2 separate regions of the Mus musculus genome follow, and region 1 is linked to region 2. Evidence: chromatin contacts called from public targeted proximity ligation data. All regions are on one chromosome and are shown on one strand. The core of a region is the stretch at or near the end of the contact, and the rest is flanking DNA. Distances in the headings are between cores, read along the strand shown.

The links.
Region 1: a targeted proximity ligation map of extraembryonic endoderm stem cells shows a contact between it and region 2. A contact is called at or near these places in 1 of 39 promoter capture datasets (pre-B cells), 5 of 130 datasets of targeted methods (astrocytes, epiblast stem cells, extraembryonic endoderm stem cells and 2 more) and 1 of 9 other capture datasets (adipose tissue).

What each region holds. Positions count from the first base shown.
Region 1 is chr19:24,165,343-24,170,301 of GRCm38.p6, reverse strand. All of the region lies in intron 2 of Tjp2 (tight junction protein 2), which reads left to right. Among named protein-coding and RNA genes, the nearest start is that of Tjp2, 57 kb to the left of the region's middle.
Region 2 is chr19:23,132,808-23,137,484 of GRCm38.p6, reverse strand. It overlaps 2410080I02Rik (a long non-coding RNA gene), which reads right to left and starts at 2,987. Exons shown (of 2, transcript XR_386610.3): 1 at 2,531-2,987; 2 at 374-2,126.

The DNA of each region.
Region 1 (4,959 bases), core at 2,437-4,936, 1.0 Mb before region 2:
GCTGAACTGTGAGTTGGAGTTCTTCTCTTTCTTTCCACTTGATTTAGACTTGTGCTTCTAAGAATTTGGCAACTGCGCTAATTTCCTAAGCACCCGGAGGTCATTGTGTGCTTGGGCCGTGGTGTTGCTGATCAGAAGTGTGATGGGCAAGAACCCTGATACTGGGCTGCACCACCGCTCTCTGTCCTGGTGGTGTGTGTGTGTTTTTTTTTTTTTTTTTTAAATGACAGGTGCCTATTATTTTGGCCATTATCCCTAAGCCTCTCAGAAAACACACTAAGGACTTTGACCAGCCATTTGATTGTTTTTTTGTTTTTGTTTTCCCCCTTTGGAGTATTTTCTCAGTTGTGGTTCATAAAAACTTGCAGTACAAAAGGTTCTTTAAAATGTAATTAATTAGTTTTATGTGTATGCTGCTTTGTTGCATGGAAGTCTATATATTGCTTTTATGTGTTTGCTGCTGGAAGTGGGGATTGGATTTCCTGGGACTATAGTTACAGATGGTTTTATGAGTAGCCATCTTGGGGCTGGGTCCTCATCAAGAGCAGCAAATGCTTTTAATGTTGGGAACCACTTCTTCAGCCCCGTTTTTGTTTTGCTTTTGTTTTTCCAAGACAGGGTTTCTCTCTGTAGCCCCGGCTGTACTAGAACTCCATAGACCAGGCTGGTCTTGAACTCAGAGATCTGCCTGCCTCTGTTTCCAGAGTGCTGGGATTAAAGGCATGTACCACTTTTAATTTAGATAATTTAATTAATAAGTTAATTTAAATAATGAAACAGCAATAATGGAGTAATCCAGCCGCTTGTGGCAGCACACGCCTTTAATCCTACCACTCCTGGAGGGGCAAGTTTGCAGATCTCTGTGAGTTCTAGGTTAGCCTGGGCAACATAATAAGATCCTGTCTCAAAATAAACACAAACAGAAAACCACCACCACCACCAAAACCTACCCAATAATTCTCTTCGACAGGAATTAAATTCTATCTTTTTTATTAGCTTCTTGGATGGGACATATTCTGTTTTTCAGTTGTTATACATTAATATCGAGTGAGGAGTGGAAGCCAAAGCCAGTCAGCATTCCCACTTATTTGAAGGTTGGGTAGCTTAGGATGAAACAAAAATAAATGTGAAGTAAAACCGCATTAAGATTTGTGAACTTTTCATGGTAAGTCAGTAGTAGACTGTACAAATTGAAAGCATGAAGGCTATTGCTCTCTGAGCCTTGGGTGTCACTGTGTAAAGCACATGTGACTTGGTTCAGGAGAGCTCTCGAGTATATACCTTCCCAGCCCCACCATACCTTCATGAGCAGCACATGCAGAGACATCCTGGGAGAGCAGAAGTGTTGAGCACATGGCCTCTGTCTTGAGCCTGTGGACAACCCCACTCCCCCACCCCCATCCCCCATTTCTGCAATTCTTCTGACTGTTTGCCCATGGTGTGTCTGTGGGGCTCTTTTAACATCTGGCTGGATTCCCTTCCTTTTTCTGCTTTCTCCGAGTAGGTGATACATCGAAAGTTGCATGGCCAAATGCTGTTCATTCTTTTGTGATAAAGTGGTGGGGCGGGGAGGAGGTACTCCCGCCCTTCCAGGGAATAGCACTTTGTTTTCAAGTGCGGCCTGAAGAATGCAGATCACCAAATAGCTTGCCACGCGTAAAGGTTTTAACTTCTCAGGGTCTTTACAGAATGTGTTGTGTGGCGGGATTCTTGGTTTTCGTTAATGAATTAGCTTTATGGTGCTGCGGATGGAACCTACTTATATACTTCTGGTGCATACATGGAGCTATAAAGGGGGCTCTGACAAGGATGCTGTAGGAACCGCAAAGTTTGAGGTAGAAAAACAACCCCTTGCTTTGACTTAAGGAGGACAGTTGAGGTGCACGCTGATGTGAAGGAAAAGGAAAAGGAGACACTCTGAATTATAGCCGTTCTCTAGTTGTGTGCCTGTGGCGCCATTTGTGAAGTGTCCGAAGCCTCTGGCTGGTGACTTGTATTTAGTCATTTCATAGCAGGACATGCTATTTGATGAGTGCCGCCTGGCAGATGGTTACAGTTGGGTCTTTAACAGGATACAGGCTGCCATCCAGCCACAGTAGAGTATACTTTGTAATGTGCTTATTTGAACTTAGACTAATGTTTTAGCCTGACTAGACTTTGATGGGTGTGGCTTTTATGTTTCTCCTCCTCCTCCTGTTCTGTGTGAGGAGTAAATATAGTAATGGGGAAAATGTAATCTTGACACATCTCTGAATGAACACCTCCCGTCCCCTTTGTTGCTTCAGGAAGCTGTGGGTGGAACCCAGGGCCTGGAATATCCTAAGTACCTGCTGTGCCAGGTACTTATTAGAGTTAAAATTATTTTATTATATGCCTGCACTTATATTGCACAACAATGGGTACCTGTTGTCCCTTGGAGGCCAGAAGAGGCTTGGCAGATCCTCTGGGTCTGGGCTGACAGGTGATTGTGAGCAGAGAATGAAGTTCTGGGAATCAAACCCTGGTCCTTGGCAAGAACAGCTAGTGCTTTTAACTGCTGAGACACCTGTCCAGACCAGGTTTGTAGCTTTTTTTGGTGGTAAGTTTTTAGACTGTACACCAGTCTCAAAGTCCAGTTACATTTTTGCCATCCTAACAAAGGAAAACGTGGATCGTGATAGAGAAACTTTAGTTCCTTGAGTTGAAGGTAAGGCGAGCCAGGTGTTGTGTGACTTAATTTTTTATTTTACGGGGTGGACAAAACACTCAATCCCAGATTGGGAACCCATGATACACCCAATTTTTAGTGGTAAGGATACCACCAAAGTCCAGCTTGGCGACCCAGTGAGTTTTATTGGGGTTCCCTACAGGAATCTGAATTCAGGAATAGAAATGATCCCATATGGATGAGCACAGATCACCCCAGAATAACTCTTATCGCCAAAGTTCACCCCGGCATGGGTGACAGCTCACAAAGGCTGGGAACCTGGACCACACTGGACAGCCTGCAGGCAGCTCAGCAGATTGGAGGGTCCTTTGCAGCTTCAGGTGGCAGAAATGTCTTCCAAGCAGGTCTTTTTGCTTGAGAGTCGTCTTCCCCGCAGGGGTGTGTGTGTGTGTGTGTGTGTTTACCTCCCTGCCTAAGGAGCTCCCCTGCAGGACCAAAAGTTTTTAAGGTCTAATGCTTTCTAGTAGTATTTGTTCCTTCTAGGGCTTGGAGCTTCTAGGGCCTTTGTTCTCAGGAGGAAGGAAAAAGAAATTTGTCAGCCGGCCTCATTGCTTTAATGTCCGACTATAGCAATTTGTTTACATGATCTGAGAGCTGATCCTACCCACTTGGCTCAAGTTCAGTTTCTTCTTTTTGCCTTACAAGGATAGCAGGCGCACCTGAGAACCTGGGTGGGTGGGGTTTCACCCAGGAGAGTCATCCCTGTAGCTCGGAGACAACACCTTCACGTCACCGGCCACTCTCAGTCTCCGGAGGATTCAGCGGAGTAGAATCGATGAGATTAGTGAGGGAGGTTCTTAGCAAAACTAAAGGACTTCCTGGTGAGCTCAGTTTCCGACCGAGGAGCAGGCTTCTTCCTCTTTAGCCCTCTTCAGTGAGGAGTCAGCTGCTCGGCTGTGTGGGATTGGCTGGTGTACACCTGCCCCTGTTTCCTCCGGCCACTGCATACCGCCAGTCACTTCCCATTAGCTGTGAGCCCTGCCCTTGTGTGAGTCAGAGTGGTAGGCACAAGGGCTCTCGGGGCAGGGCATCAGACGAAGTCACTGTGTACTTATCAGATTGACTCGATTTGGGAAGGCATGAGCTAGCATGACTCAGACTAGTGGCGAACTTAATTGAGAGAATTCCTCATATTTCTGTAGCGAATGGATGATAGTTGGATGAACTAAAAAGTCTTAACCAAAAAAAGTGTAGAATTGCTTCTGGACCTCTCAGTGTGCTGTTGTTGAGATGGGGCTGTGTTTAGCTCAGGTTGGTCTCCATTAAAATTGTTACTGTGTTGCAGAACTTAGGCCCAGAAGCAGCAGAAACTGCAGCGCTAATTAACTGGCCACTTTATGTGAGTTGCAGACCTCAGCTCTGCTTAGTTTAGATGGCTAATAAAGTCATCTGTGGCCCCTAACTTCCTGGGGGCTCTCAGTGCTCGAGTGTAAAGCTTAGAGAACATTCTAAGGAGTTTGGAGCAAGATATTCCAAATTACTTGCTCTTTCAGCTATATGTGTGTGTTATTTTCTTATTTTTTTTCTTTTAAAAAGGCATCCATTGGATTCTTTCAGAAAGACGTTTTTAAAAAGACATACTGTTTAACGGCAAAGGTCCCAGGGAGCCTGGTAGTTGCTTAGCTCACAGAGCAATGGAAAGATCTGTTATTAAGTTGCAGCTTGAATAATGTACTAGCCAGAGCCACAGGGTTCTCTTCCCTCAAGCCAGTAGCGACTGTCTTCTCCTCCCTTTTCCAGATTTTATTTTAATTTTTTTCTGGAATTATTTTTTTCTCTATATGTATGGTGTTTTGCCGTCTTGTATGTCTGTGTACTCGGTGGTTGTTTGCGCCTTATACTCTCAGAGGCCAGACAAGAATCTCACATCCCTGGAGCCGGAGCTAGAGACTTCCTTTTTCCTCCATCTGTATATTAGGTCTGGCTGTGTGTCCTGGAGCTCACTATGTAGACTAGGTGAGATCCTCCTGACTGGGATTAAAGATGTGCACCACCATGCCCAGTTTATAGACACAGACTTGTTAAAAGGAAAAATGTGCGCTTAGCACAAAGGAGATGTATTTGCTCTGGAGGGACAGAGGTCAGGGTTAAGGGATGAGACAGGAGCCAGAGGAAGAGGGAGAACGGAGAGAAAAGAAAGAAGAGGGTTATTTGTCTTGGAATGGGATAAAGGGCTGCCTCTGGATGGAGAGGGGACAGGCAAATGATGGTTTATAAAGGTGAAATGGGAAACCCTGTGCTGAGATGAAGTG
Region 2 (4,677 bases), core at 1,738-4,237:
GATCTGTGACCTCACTTCACCTCTCCCAGCCATTTTCTTATCTGCGGACTGGACTGATAGGATTAGATTTAACACAGTTGCAGTCTCTTCAGACTCCCGAGATGCAGGGGTTTATAAAAATTCCTAGAGGCCAGGGTGGGCCTGTAGAATGTCACACCTGTAGTACCTGAAGTCACAGAACTAGGGAGGAAGAGAAAAGGAGATTATGGGGTATGTGAGACTCTGTCTCACACAGAAATGGAGAAGGGGGAACACTAGAGTAAGATTTGCTCTCTCAGAACAGTGCCTCATCTGCTTGTGTCACCTTACGGTGAAGGTTCGGGAACCTTAAAGCCAGTACTTAACGAGAATGCTTTTTTTCCCCTCAAAATTATTTCAAAAAACAGAGCCTAGGCTAGCCTCCAACTCCCTGCCGCCACCTCCCAAAAGCTAAAATTAGCATGCCATTTTTTTCCTAATTCATAATTTCACCCCCACCCCCTTCTTACACGGCTCTGTAGGAAGTGGCCTAGAGGCTTAGAATCTGTTCTTTTTCCTAGGTAAACCCCGGTAAGGTGTTTCCAGGCTAACGCTGCCGATTCTTGGGCCCCTCTTCTGGAGACAGAGTTAGACTGAGCCCGAAGCAGGGCTTCCCCCATCTTGTTGGGTGGGGCTAATCACCTGGCACTTAGTTTAAAACACAGATGGCCAAGTATGGTCCCAGCTCTAGGCCCGAAGTTCAGCTTAAAGTCACATGCTGTAGATACAGGTTTCTGCCGATTCTGGCTTTTCTCGGTATTTTCCTGCTGAGAGGCGTGGACCTTGCCCAGACAAAGTTGCCAGCCTCCCGGCGGGAAGGAAAAAGAACAGATGGCCCGCTGGGGGTAGAGGATCACGTGTCAGACCTCACATTGGGATAGATCCTCACCTCGCCCTTTCCCGGCCTGAGCTCAGCAGCTTTAGGGAATCTCACCCAGAGCACATAAAGGGCCTACTGGGGAAAGCTGTGTTCGTTTTGCTGAAAGGTGGTGAGTTTAGGAAGAATAGAGACAGGAATGAAGGGGTGGGCTCTTCACTAGAGCGACGTCCCTGGATTTGAAACAATCCGATAAAGCCGGATCTGGCGAACCGATTGTAGCCAGGTTGAGTTAACACCCAGTGTCTGGAGGGGGCGGGGAGCTCCGGCGCGAAAACTTCCACGACGCCCTACTTTACTCTTGCTCCACTAAGCAGCCTACCGCAAAACCCCAGGCCTCTCCATTGCGGAGCGGAAAGGCCATCCGTTCATGCATATGCAGGAGGATAAGTTTAGCCGGCAGCCCCCTGAGCTCAGAGCAGCCCCGCGTGGCGCTCGGGGCGGGTGCTCGGCTCCGGCCGCAGAGTGGCGGGCGGTTCAGCCACTTGCGCGCCGAGCGTCTGGGCCTGGCATCGCCCTTTTAAAAAGTCTTCCGCAGGCGGCCGCCGCCGCAGCAGCCGGAGGAGGCAGGTTCATTTGAGGACAGTCCCAGTTCTCAGAAATCCCTTCCCTGCTGGAACATCAAGCTCTCTTTGCTGCAGTTGAACAAACTGCCCTAGATTGGGGGACGAGGAATCCGCCCCAAACTCGTGCAAGGAGCTCCGGGCGCCCGCGCCCACGTGAGCTAACCTTGACATTAGCCCCCCCACACCTGAGGTGGAGGTGGAGCCACGAGGGAGGGTTGCTGGCCCCTGGGGCGCTAGCCACTGGGCTCGCACGCTCCACGTGAGCGCGCCTCCCTGTTTCGTAACTCTAGCGATGTTTCTTTCTTTCTTTTTTTTTTAATCCCTGAGGTACCATGGGTGTGAGGTGTGCTGAGAAGGCAGGCCACTTTCCACCCCCACATCCTCGAAGATCAGGAAAACCTGCCCTGCGGTCCCTCTGGGAAGACTGCAGAGTAGGGTGTCGCGATGACATCAGCTTCTAAACATAGTCCATACCGCACCCCAACTCTGGGCCCTGCGTGCAAGGCGCGGGGGTGGGGGAGGAAAAGAGAGGTGGGGTGGCTGGTGTTGCTGTCCCTGGGCGGGGCGGGCTGGCCGGCCAGGCTGTGCGAGTGGAGATGACTTTGCAGGAATCGTGCTTTCCACGACTGCAGCCACATCTTTCCTACGATGACCCAGCCACCCGGCTTAAAAAGAAAAAAAAAATTAATGTCGTTCCTTGCCCTCCCCTACCCCACAAAAGCTATGCACACACTCAAGCAGTATTTCGACCCGGTGTCCCTTTCATTTATAAGCCTATGCATCCCCAGCCAGAGCACCAGGGTTCGGCCGGGTGCTGGCGCCCCCCGAGTATGGTTCTGCCTCGAGGCTAAGGCTGCGCTGGGGTCGGCGCGGCCCTCTGGGTGAGTCAGAAGGGCTGTGTTTCCTGTGGTTGTTGTGGAACAGTTTGTCCTTTTTACCCCCCTCCCACCCGTCTCCACCCCCTTGGTAAATATAGCGCTCACGTTTCATCATCTCTTTGTCCAACGAGCGCCAGACACCCCGGCCCGCGGCCCACGCCGCCTCCCTCCTCCTCCAGGCTCTCGGTTACCTCGCATAACCCCGCGCACTGGCGGCAGCAGCAGCCGCCCCTCAGCCCCGGCGCCGTTCCCCGGTGCTTCCCACTGCAGGACACTCCCGCCCTCTGTCATCCCCTCCCCCTGCTTCCAAGTCCCCTTAAGCCCCTAGTCCCACCCATTCTCCCCGATGTCCCCCTAGATGTTTGGAGATAGTCACTCCCAGCTTTTCCCAGTTCCCGGAGACACCCCACGCTCTGGCCCGTTGCTGGGTCCTCCACCCCCTCTCGTCGCAAGTCCCAAGTCTGATGCCATGTGCCCCTCCCGAGCGAGCGCAGGTGACAGGCGGCTGAGACAGTTCTGATTCAGCGACAGTTGCTTGTACTTAGGGGTGGGTGCCTGGCGAGCAATCTCCTTCCCACCTCCTGCCACCCCTACCCCAGTAGGGACGTGGGCTGCAGGGTCGGGAAGACGAGGTGAGTGGATGACAGGCAAAAAAAAAAAAAAAAAAAAAAAGTGTATGCTTGTTCTTCACTCTCCCTCCCACTCCCTGTTTCATTTCCACACATACAGCCACCCACCGGGACCGGAGGCGGCTGGTGTTCTCTGAACACCGGGAACTGGCTCTCTCCGTGGTCTCCTGTTTACTTCCCTCTTCTTCCCTCTCCCTCCCTTCGCCCATCACCCGGGACTGCCTCCCTTCTGCCTACAGCAGCTGGGAAACCTGCCGCAAAACACTGCAGTCATGGGACTTTTCCTGCGCCCATGTGCCTCCTCCAGTTTGCCCTGTTCTACCCTGCCCTGCCCTGCCCTGCCCTGTGACCGCTTGGGGCGCGTCTTCGTCCTGGAAGGGAAGGCTCTTAAAGCTCCTAATCCAGCAGTGCGTCAGCTCTCTCCTTCTCTTGTCTCCTCTACCCTTCCCCCCACCCCAAACCTTCCTGCAAAGGCTGGGCCTGGCAGCCTTTTTGGCTGGAATACTAGGCCACCCCCATGAGCGGCCACCTGTCTGGGGAGAGGTGGCGAGACAGCTGACAGGTCCTAAGAACTCTGTACCCAGGAGGCAAGACAGCTAGTTTCTTTGCCATCCCAGACTGTCCTGTTTGTGCCCTGTTTGTGCCAGCTGCCCCAAATTTTCCTAGTGCTCCCCCACCCCCCGAAATCTATTCCCAGGGACACACCTCGAGAGAGGCAAACCCTTCTCTTTTTAAGCTTGCCTCCCTGCAGGGAAGAATTCAGCTTTTCCTTACAGTTAAGCTGAATGAACAAAGGGCCCCAAGGAAGACAAGAGGTTCCAGCTCTGTTTGCCGCCTGTCTGAGGTTCACCCCATTTTAAAAACCACCTCTTCACCACCCTCTGCTCACTGCCATGGTTACCACCGCCCTGTCCTTGAGCGGCACTGGTCGTTCAAAGGCAGAAACAACAAGGGCATTTTAAGTGTCCTTTTAAATATCCAAAACACTGTTGGCATTTAGGAAACAGAGAAAGGGAAATAAAAGGTCTGGTTGTTTCTCGTTTCCTTCCCAGCCCAGGACCCTGAATAAATCCTTTACCCTGGGTGGCCTCTTAGCCCCCCAAGGAGAGGACGAAGTTTATGAGGCCTCTGGAGTGGAATTTAGCACCTGTTAGCATTAGTGTTGTTCGCTGTGAGTTGCCTCTTCCTTTCCCTCCCTCTGCAGCTTTAGACCTTGCCCCCAGGCTAAGCTAGCTCCACCCGGCGCCTTGTGAAAGTCTTCTGACTTTCGCTCACCTTCATGCTCTGAAAGTCCCACACACTTAACAGCCTTCCCTCCCAGCTGTTAACACTGTTAGTGGGGTTAGCATTCAGGTAGGCAAATTGCCCATCTGAGATTCTCAACCCTGAAACACTCCATTGTTATTTGGGTACCCTAGACCTTTGCAACACCAGAAACTACCTCCATTTCTGAACTCTTAGCCTTGCACCGTACTTCCCAGCCGTACTGGCTGGTTTTGTGTGTCAACTTGACACAGGCTGGAGTTATCACAGAGAAAGGAACCTCCCTTGAGGAAATGCCTCCATGAGATCCAGCTGTAAGGCATTTTCTCCATTAGTGATCAGAGGGGGAGGGGCCTAGCCCCTTGTGGGTGGTGCCATTCCTGGACTGGTAGTCTTGGGTTCTATAAGAGAGCAAGCTAAGAAAGCAGGGGGAAGCAAGCCAGTAA